Linked DNA regions of Mus musculus: regions 1, 2 and 3 are each linked to region 4. Evidence: chromatin contacts called from public Hi-C and promoter capture Hi-C data. All regions are on one chromosome and are shown on one strand. Each heading gives the region's core, a stretch centred on a gene start, on an enhancer-like site or on the middle of the called end of the contact. The rest is flanking DNA. Distances are from core to core; before and after follow the strand shown. Region 1 holds the start of Pttg1 (pituitary tumor-transforming gene 1). Region 2 has its middle 46 kb from the start of Gm12146. Region 3 has its middle 30 kb from the start of Mir146. Region 4 overlaps Gabrb2 (gamma-aminobutyric acid (GABA) A receptor, subunit beta 2).

Region 1 (2,707 bases), core at 197-2,696, 820 kb after region 4:
AAGCCTTTCTGCTGGCTTTAGGCACGGCTGGAGCATTGAACACTTTGCCGACTCGAGGCGTTGAAACCTGCAATTTCCCATCTAAGGCCTTGACTGTTGAAAAAGGGATAATCATTAAAAAAAAAAAAAAATCACAGACTCAGTGGGTAAATAAAGGAGCTTTCGGCTAAACCAGACAACCTGAATTCAGTCCCCAGAACCCACACAGTATAAGGAAAACCAATTTCCACAGGTTGTCCTCTGACCTCCACAGGCACACCACGGCATGCGTGTGACCCCACACATACACAAATAAAGGTAATAAATGTATTGCTCTTAAAGATTAGGCCATACAACTTAACTCAATTCTTACACACAAACCTGTGCCTCATTTGGGGCAGTTACTTAGCACTCTAAATAACCTCATTAAGACAATAAGTATGAACATAGGCACCATGGCGCACGCCTTTAATCCCAGAATTTAGGAGTCAGGGGTAAGTGGATCTCCTGAGTTCAAGGCCAGCCTGATCTGCATAGCAAATCCCAGGCCAGTTAAAGCTATGTCTCAAAAAACCGATTTAAGCAGAGCGCCTGGACACGTGACTTAGTAGCATTTGAAAAGCTCCAAGTTCCATTCCCGGCAGTGCATAAGCCAGGCAAGGTGGCCCATGCCTGTAATCACTGCACTGGGCAGGTGGAGTCAAAGGATCAGAAGTTCAAGGCCCCCCTAGGTTACATTGGGAACTGTAGGCTGGGACCATTCACAACACCTGTGTATCTCAAGGCAGGAAATACTTACCACCAGTGCCCAGCTTCAACCCATCCTTAGATGCCAAACGGCGGCCGGGTTCTTCATTATCCTTATCAACAAAGATAAGAGTAGCCATTCTGGATTACTCTAAGGGAGAGACCTGAATATTAGGATATTGGCATTGAGGACGGCTGGAAAAACTACGCAGTAACAGAGACCAAGCTTTACCCAGGGCACCTATGCACAAAAATTTATAAGTAGCTGGAGAAGTCAACAGGCTTAATCCAGATCCTAAATCTGCACGCCAGGGTCATAAAACACTCAACTCTTACAGAAATCAGTTTATGTTGGCACCCATCAAAACTGTCTCCAGCCTACAATCTCTGCTATAAAGAGAAGCCAAGAGGATGCTCAAATTTGGCCTCCTGCTACATAACAAGTTCAAGACCAGCCAGGGCTGCTTGAGATCCTGAAGTGGGGAGGGAAGAAGAAAAGTAAAAACAGCGTTGCTGTGGGTCGAGCACGACAAGAGCGCCTCGGGACGCGGGGCCGAGTGAAGCACACGTCCCGACCCTGCTTCAACCTCCAGTCCCGGGTCTGCCCTCCCCGCCACCCCAAGCTCGCCCAAGACGCCCTCACCCACGACGAGCTCACAGCTAAACTCACCGAAGACTGCGCCACCAACGACCCGGCACACCGCAGTTTAAACTGTAACTCAATTGGTCCCTCCGAGAGGAGGTGGGGCCTACAGCCTGAGAACCAATGGGAGCAACGGAAGTTTTCAGCCACCGCCCAGCTCTCGCGTCTGTCTCCAAAGTATTAAGGAAAACAAAACTAAACAAAACCAAAAAAAAAAAAAAACAAACAAACAAACTAGAATCGTACATTGTCCAAAACTCCTGTGAGAGGCTTTTTGTTTGCCACGACATGGACCTGCGAGAAGGTACTCACCCAATAAACGTCTTGTCCCTTTAAATTTGAAGGGCTTTTTTTTTTTTTTTTTTTTTTTTTTTGGAAACAGGTTTTCACAGGACTCAGACTGTCCTTGAACTGTGCAATGGATGGTGAATGACAATCACTTTTAACTCCTGAGACTGCTTCCGGTCTTCCAAGGACTAGATTAGTGGCTGTGCCACTGCTCCAGGCTCACTTTTATGGTTTTGGCTTCTTTGAAAAAGTCTCTTACTACCCAGTTCAGGCTTTTCGGAAACTCACTAGCCCAGGCCTGCTTCTGACTCAAGATTCTCCTGCCTCAGAGCTCAGATCAGAGTAGCCAGAGTGTAATCTCTAGGGGAACAGGCCTGCGCAGTAGATACTGGAGTTTGGAGAAGACTAAAAAGGAATAAGTAGTAGAAGAGACCAACATGTACATAAAAACTTAACTGAAGAAGCCAAGAGGTTTAATCCAGACCTTAAATCTTCAAGTCAAAGTCAGAGGCACTAATCTACTGAGAAGATGGTTTGGGTCTTGGATCGGCCCCCACCAAAACCTATCCAAGACTGGAGAGATTCCTGGGCAGTTACAAGCACTTACTGATCTTGAAGAAGACCCTGGCTGTCCTGGGAATCACTATGTAGACCAGGATGGCCTGGAACTTAAGACATCTGCCTGCCTTTGCCTCTTAAGTAGTAGTTAATCTCTGCTTATTTTTAGAACTTGTGGAAATTTGGCAGGTTTGAAGACAAAGAATGGAGATTATTCAAGAGCCCAGGACTTCCCATTGAAATAAGCATTGTTAATAATAACATTGGAGCCTCCCCCTGCACACTTTCTGCTATGTGTGTGATTATATTTAATTAACATAAAAGTTCCTTAGTCTCCTTTGTGTGTTCCTGAAAACATTCTAAAGTTCCATGATTGATACTGGGATACTTGTACTAGGAATTTCACCCACCCCACCCCACCCCCTCCTGCTGGACAGACCCTTTCTACAAAGGTTGTGACAGCTTGTAAAGTCCTCAGCTCTATGGAGCCAC
Region 2 (2,700 bases), core at 169-2,668, 660 kb after region 4:
CAGAACTTGGTCTCACTCTTCTCCTGTCCTCTGTGTTATTAGACTGTGAACAAGGTAGTAAGAATATGGGTTTGGGGCATGGGGAGGAAATGTGACTCACCATGTACAATACAAAAATGTCTTAAGCAAATGTCCACCAATATGCCATCAGAGTTTCTATTGTTAGTTATCCTCACTTTATAAGGAAGTATGCCAAGGCTCAAAAGAGTTAAGTGGCTTTTCCAAGAATGTACTGTTAATAAGGACAGAGCTGATATTCTCATCTGATAAGACTCTTGGACCACTTACTGAATCACCAGGGAACCTGGTCTTTTGGAAGCAGTGGGGTGTGACTATGATTTTCTAGAACAATCTTATGTCATGAACTCCTTCCAGATGTCAGCCTGAAACTCCAGCTGATTAAAATCCCTGCCTTGTTTCTTCCCAGAGTCCCCACTGGCACACACTCCACACACTGACACAGAGCCTGGGAGAAGTGGCATGAGGGAAGACATGTTGACATTGGCCCAGATCTAATGAGAGCTCCAACAGCCTGAGCTGTACCTACTAGACAAACCAGACACACGCTAGTCTCTGCCCTAGCTGCCTCCCCTCATGGGCTTGATCACATGAGCATGCTCAAGGGGGCTCTGCCTGAACTGTAATGCAGGAGGAAGGCATCCAACCCTGACTCTCTTCTTATTTTTAATTAGAAATTCCCATTAAAACCACTACAGCAATGAGACACACATCAGGCAGTATACTTCAGGACAATTAGCACACTCTTCAGGTGGCTAAAATGGCCCAGCTCTGGCCTGGGGCTGATATAATTGCACCAAAACATACAGCCCACCAGGAGGCTCACATTTCAAATGGAAAGAAACAATTAGTCATGTGTCTATTGGTCAGCTAAATCTGTAGGACATAATTTAGTATCCATAATTTAAAAGATTGCTAGGGGTGGGAATATATGGAAATCACCTCAGTATGTTCATAAGCAAATCTCTATCCTTCACATGCGACACACGACTAATGCTGGGGTCAGGGGGATAACTGTGTAAGGCAGGCTGGTCGTAACTGTGTGTTGGGAATCACTAGAGGCATGAGTATTCCATTCTTGGAGTGTTCGAAATAATTAGTGGGGCAAGTAGCTTCTGGAACCCCTATGTACCTCCCTGCTACTTTTTGAATTCCCAGGCCACTAATTAAAACCTGCCCGTAAGACAGCTCCTGGCTGAGTCACTATGATGATTCTGAAGAGTAAATAAAATGAGCAAATTGCAAGAGCAGAAGTGCTCTCGGAACACTGGGAGAGCTGTAGAAAAAGCCACCCCCAGGCTCCCAAGCCTCTGTTTGAAGCCACGCTCTTGGATTCCACAAGCACAAGCATTCTGAAGGCTTTTGCTAGTCCCTCTTGTCTCTGCGCTGAACCACTACACCCTTCCACAATCCGGCAGCGCAGCAGTAATTAATATTCAACTGGCATTTCCACTGCGCACTCAAAGCCTGTTCCTTCAGCCTTTTCAAATCCAATTCAGACCAAAGTAATCTTTGCCCTTGCATCTGGGTTCAGGCAGAAGCAATTGTTAAGACTGCAGATTGCCGTTTATTAGCATTTATTGAACAGCAGAGGAGCCCTGTGCAGTAGTGGTTGTCACTAGGTCTCCGATTTTCCAACTAAAATTAACAAGCCAGCAATGCATTTATATCAGGGCAGGAGGGAGACGTTTCAAGAGGAAATGATATTGATGATTTTCATAGGGACCTATTGACGGACTGTGAGACTTTGAAGGGATGATGGGTTAATAGGAGGTAGACACTCTTTGATCATTCCCTTGAAAGTCCCCTGTAGTCTGTCTTATTTGTGGATCTACAGAAAGTGGTAAAGCTAAGAAAGCCTTGATTCAAATTCTGAACTAATCCACTGGGTGACCTTGAACAAATTACTCTATCTCCTTCAAGATTCTGTTCATCCCCCCCAAAAAAAAGAGTTAACAAATCAGTTGGAATGCTAAACTGTATTCCTCAAAACCACTGGGAAGACGCAATCCAAATAGAGGATTGGATTCCCATCTCACATTACCCTAATTGGCTCTTATCCTACAGCTTCATATTCTAGGTCTGACATTATATAGGTATCTTCTCCATTTTACTCTGTGGGTCACAAATGTTAGAAACTGAGAGCTGGTCTCTAAAATCTGTTCTAGTTGTGAAACTGGTGAAGTGCTAAAAACCTGGAAGGCAAAAGAAAGCTACCATGCTTACATTAAATCAGCTACTGGGGTTTATCTTGAGAGGTCTAAGAGATACTAGAGTGAGCCAGAAGCAGGAGATGATCAGGAAATCCCAGCAGAGAGATCATCTAGAGGTGGCGTAGGTGGGTATGGAAATGTATGGAGGGTATGGATGATAAGAAAACAAGACATGCCAGCAATAATCTATGGCAGATTTTCTTGGCCAGATCAAGGTCTCTTGGTCCAGGCTGACAGATCCAGGAGGCTGACAGGCTGGAGGAGAAACACCCAGATGGCTGAATAGAAGTGTCCCCCATATGACTCTGCTACAGAATGAATCCAAGCCAACAAAGGAAATATTGAAGACAGTGACAAAGAGAAAAGTCTGGAAATGAGTTAGTAAATCATTAGAACCTTAGACAGCAAAGAGGAAAGTCAACGTGGAGAAGTTGCAGCTTATGAGGTCAACCTGGCTCCCTGTGAGAGG
Region 3 (2,700 bases), core at 39-2,538, 740 kb after region 4:
AATCAACGCAAGGCTAAGCACAGCATTGCAAGCGGGGAAGAGATACGAGATTTCGACAAAGTCTCTGACTTATTTAACTGCATTGTGGTTGCTGTTCAATGAGGTAAGAAACATCAGAAAGCACAGATGGGTGATTGCAGGCTCACTCTCAAAATGCTGATTTCAAGACATCCAAATGGTGAAGTCAGGTATTCCATTTGCAGCTGGTAGGAAACAGACGTGACTTTTGTATTTAAATGTGATGCATGGAAACAGAGGGGAAAGTTGGGCCTGACTAAAGGCACACTCCTTTTAATGGAAGCACTTGTGAAGCAGAGGCAGAAAGATATTGGTCAGGTCAAGGTCAGCCTGGTTTACATACTGAGTTTCCCCAGGCTAGTTAGGTAACACACAGTGAGCTCTTGTCTCGGGTAAGAAAAAGGGGGGAGGAGGAGGAGGAGGAGGAGGAGGAGGAGGAGGAGGAGGAGGAGGAGGAGGAGGAGGAGGAGGAGAGGAGGGGAGAAAAAGGAGGAGGAGAGGGAGGAAGAGGAGGAGGAGGAGTGGAAAGAAGTGCTTGGCTTAGCTAGGGTTATATCGTTAGGAGAGAGAATACAATGTGAGAGGAAACAAGGTCCTGGGACCACATGTAGTGGCCAAGAAGGTGAACCTCTAGAGAAACATGAGGGAAATCCAGGCACAGAAAAATTGCAGAATGGCATCAACCCCAGAGCCTTTTCCAAACATTAATTCCTCCCTTGGTCCTGTTTCTTGAGCATTTGCACACAAGGTTTGAAATAGACCACCAATTTCTGGAAGAAAAAAAAAAAATCTGTTTTCCTTCAGGCCTTGGCTATTTCAGCATGACAGCTTTTGGCCTTGACTAAGCCTGTAGCCCCTGGAGATCCCAAGCTGCCCTCTGTGTTAAGAATCCTCGCAGCCAGAAGGCCATATGCAGCCCCAGACCTTACCATGGGTCACTATAAAGACATAGCCCTGGGCTTCGCAGTCTCTAAGACAACCAGAGACCTGGGTTCCTCTGCCCACCGTGCCTCCATTTCCTATGGTCCTGTAAGGAAGGCAGAGCCATATAGATAATACAAGCCTCAGTGTGCCAGCTACTCTCTGCCCTTGATTCTATGTCCCTGCACTTGGCTGCATGCAGCCAGCTCACCAGACTATTACATCTGCTCCCAGTATTGATGCGACATGCAGCAATTTGCTTTGAAAATCAACGTCTGAGGATTGGAGGGTTTGTCTGAAGTGCAGACCCGGCGCTCTGCTGAAAGGGTACAGCTGACTCACAACGCTTTCGTTTGTTTGGTTTACCCAGTCAGACGCACGCACCCCACCGGCCCTGCCCAGCATGCATGATCTGTGAGTCTCCTCTGGAGTTTGATTTGGGAGGATAATAAGCTACACAAAGGAGCAGATAACCAGAGGGGCTTACTTGCTGTCTGAAGGGTTTATATTTAGCTTGTGACTGGGCAGCTGTCAGGATGTGGCAATCACCCTTGGGAAACATAGTCCTGGGGGAACACAAAGGCGGGGCAGGACTAGGACAGGAAGAGGATATGGAGGGTTTAAACTGTTTAGGGACACAGGAAAGAGGACCAGACCAAATGTACCATATAAGCTATTATCTGGGGACAGTATTTTGGATACTTGAAGCACAGAATACAGACACAGCGAACACAAAATAGTGAACAAGAGGCATTTTCCCCAATGTTCTGTAAATGGCCCGCACAGAGAAATTCGAGGTCCCTTTGTCTTTCCTTCCCAGCTACACTCTATGATGAGCAGCCAGCAGAGCAGGTGGCTCCAAAAGCCTGTGTTCGCATGCAGATCTCATATGAGCTCAGAAGCCATCTCCCCTTGCTAAACAATGGAAATGCTGGAAAAGATAATCTGAAAGACATCAAAATTCTTCCCCAGCAAAGACAAGGAGAGTAACCTGAAGGGCACAGGTGGGGTCAACAGGAACCTGCCCATTATAGATGCCTGGGTCAGTTATCACAGGATGCTCTGCACTTGTTAAAGGTTCAGGGCTGATGCCATCCAAAACAAACAAACAAACAAAAACAGTGGTCAATGTTTTTTATTTAATTTAATTACATTTCTCCCCTCCCTTTCCTACCTCCAAGCCCTCCCCACTCTCCCTCAAATCTATGTCCTCTTTTTCACTAATTGTCATTACATGTATTAGATAGATAGATAGATAGATAGATAGATAGATAGATAGATAGATAGATAGATAGATTGATAGATAGATAGATAGATAGATAGATAGATAGATAGATAGATAGATAGATAGATAGATAGAACGTATTCAGGAATGCAACCTGTTTAGCTAGTCTGATTAATTGTATGTGTGTTTACAGGGCTGGCAGTGTGGCACTTGGCAACCATCTGGTATGCTCTTCCCTGGGGAGGTCCACCCCATCCCACTCTCTGCTTTATTCAGGTGCCTAGAGCTCTTTATGTGGGGCTGAGACTTCATGGGCTTTCCCCTATCCAATCTGTCATGTCCACTGGTGCCATCCTTGTTCAGCTCACACTTGGACAGTCTTAGTGGTGAGACTTCATGAGTACAGCTTCTGATATTACTAGGAGACACAATCTTAGATCAAAGTCCCTGATCCCCTGGCTCTTGCAATCTTTCTGCCCCCTCTTCACAATGCTCTCTCAGCCTTACACGTGGGAGGATTTTGTAGATGTATCCAC
Region 4 (2,741 bases), core at 60-2,559:
TGACTACACAGGACAGCATTCTGACTGAATAGAAACCATTCTACCCTCAGCTTGGACCACTCTGTAGAAATGCTCAAATTATCAGAGTCTCAAATATTGATATCTCTTAAAAGCTAATACTCACCAAGAGTGTGCAAACTCAGAAGTCAGTCAAACTGACTTCTACTTGAATCATTTTCTGTTATCCAGTGCCCCAAAACACAACTACATAGAGGGTCATCTTTAGGAAACAACATTTTAATCACCAGTATGCTAATAAGTAACTCTTAGCTCTACTTCTAGCTTATTAGGTCAGAATTTCTGATTGCCTGACAAGGTAAATTTTAGCAAACTCCCCCCAAAATTCACATGACCACAAAAACATAAGCTTGTACACTTGCTCTACAAACCCTTTAGTCCCAGAAAATACAGTTTTGATCCAAGAAACTCATTTGATAATTCATAACATAAGAGACTAACATGTCATTTGAACCTGGGTTCTTTTGATTTGAAAGATTTCAAAATTTGACCAAGAATACAGACAGGAATTTCTCCTTTGGGGAAATATCAGGACATCACTTGAGCACAGTGTTCTGCCATATATTCTAAATTTATATTTTTTTCGTTCATTTCTTTGCTCTGTGTTTTAAAGTTTAGCAACATGCACTGTCTGCCATCATCTTCAAACGCCCAAGCTAGGGGAAATTGGGTGTTAGAACTAGCACAGGGATATTTGACAAGGTTGTGTCAGATTAACATTAGTTCTAAGGAGAGAGACCTTAGGAGGCAGAGTAGAGGGTGCATTTGACAAGTGTTCACTAGGGTAATTCACCATGTAATTGGCCAAATGCTCAAAAGTCATTAGACCACAGCTGAGTAAGAAATTCGTGGCTGCTGTAGAGTTTATAGCTCCCTCTGCAGCTCCCTTTTTCCTGGAGGCTCTATTCAGAACCTCGCTTATGAGGAACCCACATGCTTGAGTCAGGAATAGCATATGTATGCATGCATAATTCCAAAGTTGACTTTTTAAAACAACAACCAGATATCAGCGACTTTTAGAAGGTCAAGTAGCATGGTTAGGGCTAGATGATTTATCCCATTTTATCTCAATGTCTAATATGCATTCATGTAGCCTAAGGACACTGCTAGAGTACAAACTCTTAGTCTGTTGTGTCTTAAGATTTGAGATTCTGTAATCTCCACACACACTTTCCAGCAATGCCAAAGCAACTGATCTATGGTTCATAGGAAAAAGCAAGGATCTAGCTGAGGGAATGCAAGTGAGCCCTCTGGATATCAACTCTGCATGACTCATGGCTGTTGCCTTGAGAGCTACATTGAGGATGCTGCAATTGAGTCCAGGACCAGCTGGTCTATTACCAGTGCCTAGCATAAACTTAAGAATAGGCGACATCACCTCTAATAATTCTCTCATGTAATGTACAGAAGCTAAAGCCCAGAGATTCCAGGGATTTATTCAGGATCCCACAGAAGCTAGTAAGTTATTGAGCTAGGGCTATATAAAGTAGAATGCATGCTTAGATTATCTTTTTTCTATCTCGCTCTGAGTTGCACATTTTAATCACAGATTGCATGTGAAGCTGTTTTAAAATAACTTTCCTCTCACTTCTATAACTGTCGGAACCAGTCACAGAATCTAATTTGGATTCATAAAGCCAGAGGACTTTGTGTAGCTAAGTCTCTGAAACAACTCTGAGACTTTCACTAAAGAGCCTCACTTGTCTTTAGTTGTCTTGTTTGTGAAAATAACAGACATGGCACACCTAACCTTTCAAGTTCACTTTGATGTTGTAGAAAGTAGCAAGCTAAAAGATCTGAATATACACTGAATTTGTTTAAGTGACTTAAATATATTCAGGAAAATTTTATTTAAAATGTGAGGCATCATTGAATTTTCCTGAAAAGATTACTACTTTTAGCCTTGTACGATGTAATCCCAGCACTCAGGAAACTGAGTCAGAAGGATATCGGGAAGTTGATAGCAGGAACCTTACATAGTGAATCCTAGGCCAGCCTGGGCTACAGAGTAATGACTTGTCTCAAATAAACAACCACAAACACACACACACACACACACAGAGAGAGAGAGATAGAGAGAGAGAGAGAGAGAGAGAGAGAGAGAGAGAGAGAGAGAGAGAGAGAGAGAGAGAAAGGTGAACACACATGCACATATACACTCTTACCAAATTATGGGTCAAATTTTATCTGAAGAGGCTGTTAATTATTATAATGAAATTCTTCTGGTTTTCTATCACTGCTTAATGGGAATAAAACAAGAGAAAGGAAGATATCAGGACAGACAATACCAAATCTTACTTAGAAATGATACTTTGTTCTGACGTTAACTTCCAGGTTAGCAAAAAGATTACCTATTTCCTCTTTCTTGCCCAGAAAGAGAAAGGGGCATTTCCTTTGTATGCAGGAGCCTACTAGGAAGGAATCTTCCTTTCTATAGACCACTCTGTCTTTTCAATTGCAGCACCAATCACTGCCAAGGGGAAGGGGAGGAGTAACAAGTTTGGTTTAAAGCCATCAGCTTCACCATGGGGACAGGAAGTCACTGCTACTCTGTTGGAGAGGAAGTATAGATCTGAGATCTCTACTAAACACTACCGAGAAAACATTTTAAGAGCAGAGCAGTGTCTGACTAAGCGAATCTGTAACTCTGAACCTTTTCTGTGGGTTGTAGATACTGCAAGTTATTAGTGCCTTAGAAATGATGACCGTTTGTTATTGCCTAA

The links. Promoter capture Hi-C pulls out the DNA fragments that hold promoters and counts their contacts. Hi-C and Micro-C count contacts between places; a contact is called where the count stands out from the background.
Region 1: a promoter capture Hi-C map of hippocampal neurons shows a contact between it and region 4, with 4 times the contacts expected there. The contact joins the promoter of Pttg1 here to the enhancer-like site in region 4. A contact is called at or near these places in 3 of 39 promoter capture datasets (the C10 cell line, cranial neural crest and hippocampal neurons) and 1 of 15 datasets of contacts at CTCF or cohesin (large pre-B cells).
Region 2: a contact with region 4 is called in a Hi-C map of cortical neurons. The contact joins two enhancer-like sites. A contact is called at or near these places in 2 of 39 promoter capture datasets (embryonic stem cells and hippocampal neurons), 4 of 484 Hi-C or Micro-C datasets (cerebral cortex, cortical neurons and uterus) and 1 of 115 datasets of contacts at active chromatin or transcription factors (embryonic fibroblasts).
Region 3: a contact with region 4 is called in a Hi-C map of cortical neurons, with 3 times the contacts expected there. The contact joins two enhancer-like sites. A contact is called at or near these places in 1 of 15 datasets of contacts at CTCF or cohesin (pro-B cells), 4 of 484 Hi-C or Micro-C datasets (cerebral cortex, cortical neurons and granulosa cells) and 3 of 115 datasets of contacts at active chromatin or transcription factors (SST interneurons, VIP interneurons and large pre-B cells).

Annotation. Positions count from the first base shown.
Region 1 is chr11:43,424,805-43,427,511 of GRCm38.p6, forward strand. It overlaps Pttg1 (pituitary tumor-transforming gene 1), which reads right to left and starts at 1,447. Exons shown (of 6, transcript NM_001131054.2): 1 at 1,397-1,447; 2 at 779-877; 3 at 1-93. The coding sequence starts at 866.
Region 2 is chr11:43,269,028-43,271,727 of GRCm38.p6, forward strand. No RefSeq gene overlaps it. Among named protein-coding and RNA genes, the nearest start is that of Gm12146, 46 kb to the left of the region's middle. Within about 2 kb of position 1,419, at least 34 of the 459 cell types and tissues checked have an H3K27ac peak or open chromatin away from gene starts, as enhancers often do. A contact at or near this core is called in cortical neurons and hippocampal neurons, where this site is marked.
Region 3 is chr11:43,343,588-43,346,287 of GRCm38.p6, forward strand. No RefSeq gene overlaps it. Among named protein-coding and RNA genes, the nearest start is that of Mir146, 30 kb to the right of the region's middle. Within about 2 kb of position 1,289, at least 46 of the 459 cell types and tissues checked have an H3K27ac peak or open chromatin away from gene starts, as enhancers often do. A contact at or near this core is called in SST interneurons and cortical neurons, where this site is marked.
Region 4 is chr11:42,607,997-42,610,737 of GRCm38.p6, forward strand. All of the region lies in intron 8 of Gabrb2 (gamma-aminobutyric acid (GABA) A receptor, subunit beta 2), which reads left to right. Among named protein-coding and RNA genes, the nearest start is that of Gm34591, 190 kb to the left of the region's middle. Within about 2 kb of position 1,310, at least 17 of the 459 cell types and tissues checked have an H3K27ac peak or open chromatin away from gene starts, as enhancers often do. A contact at or near this core is called in SST interneurons, cortical neurons and hippocampal neurons, where this site is marked.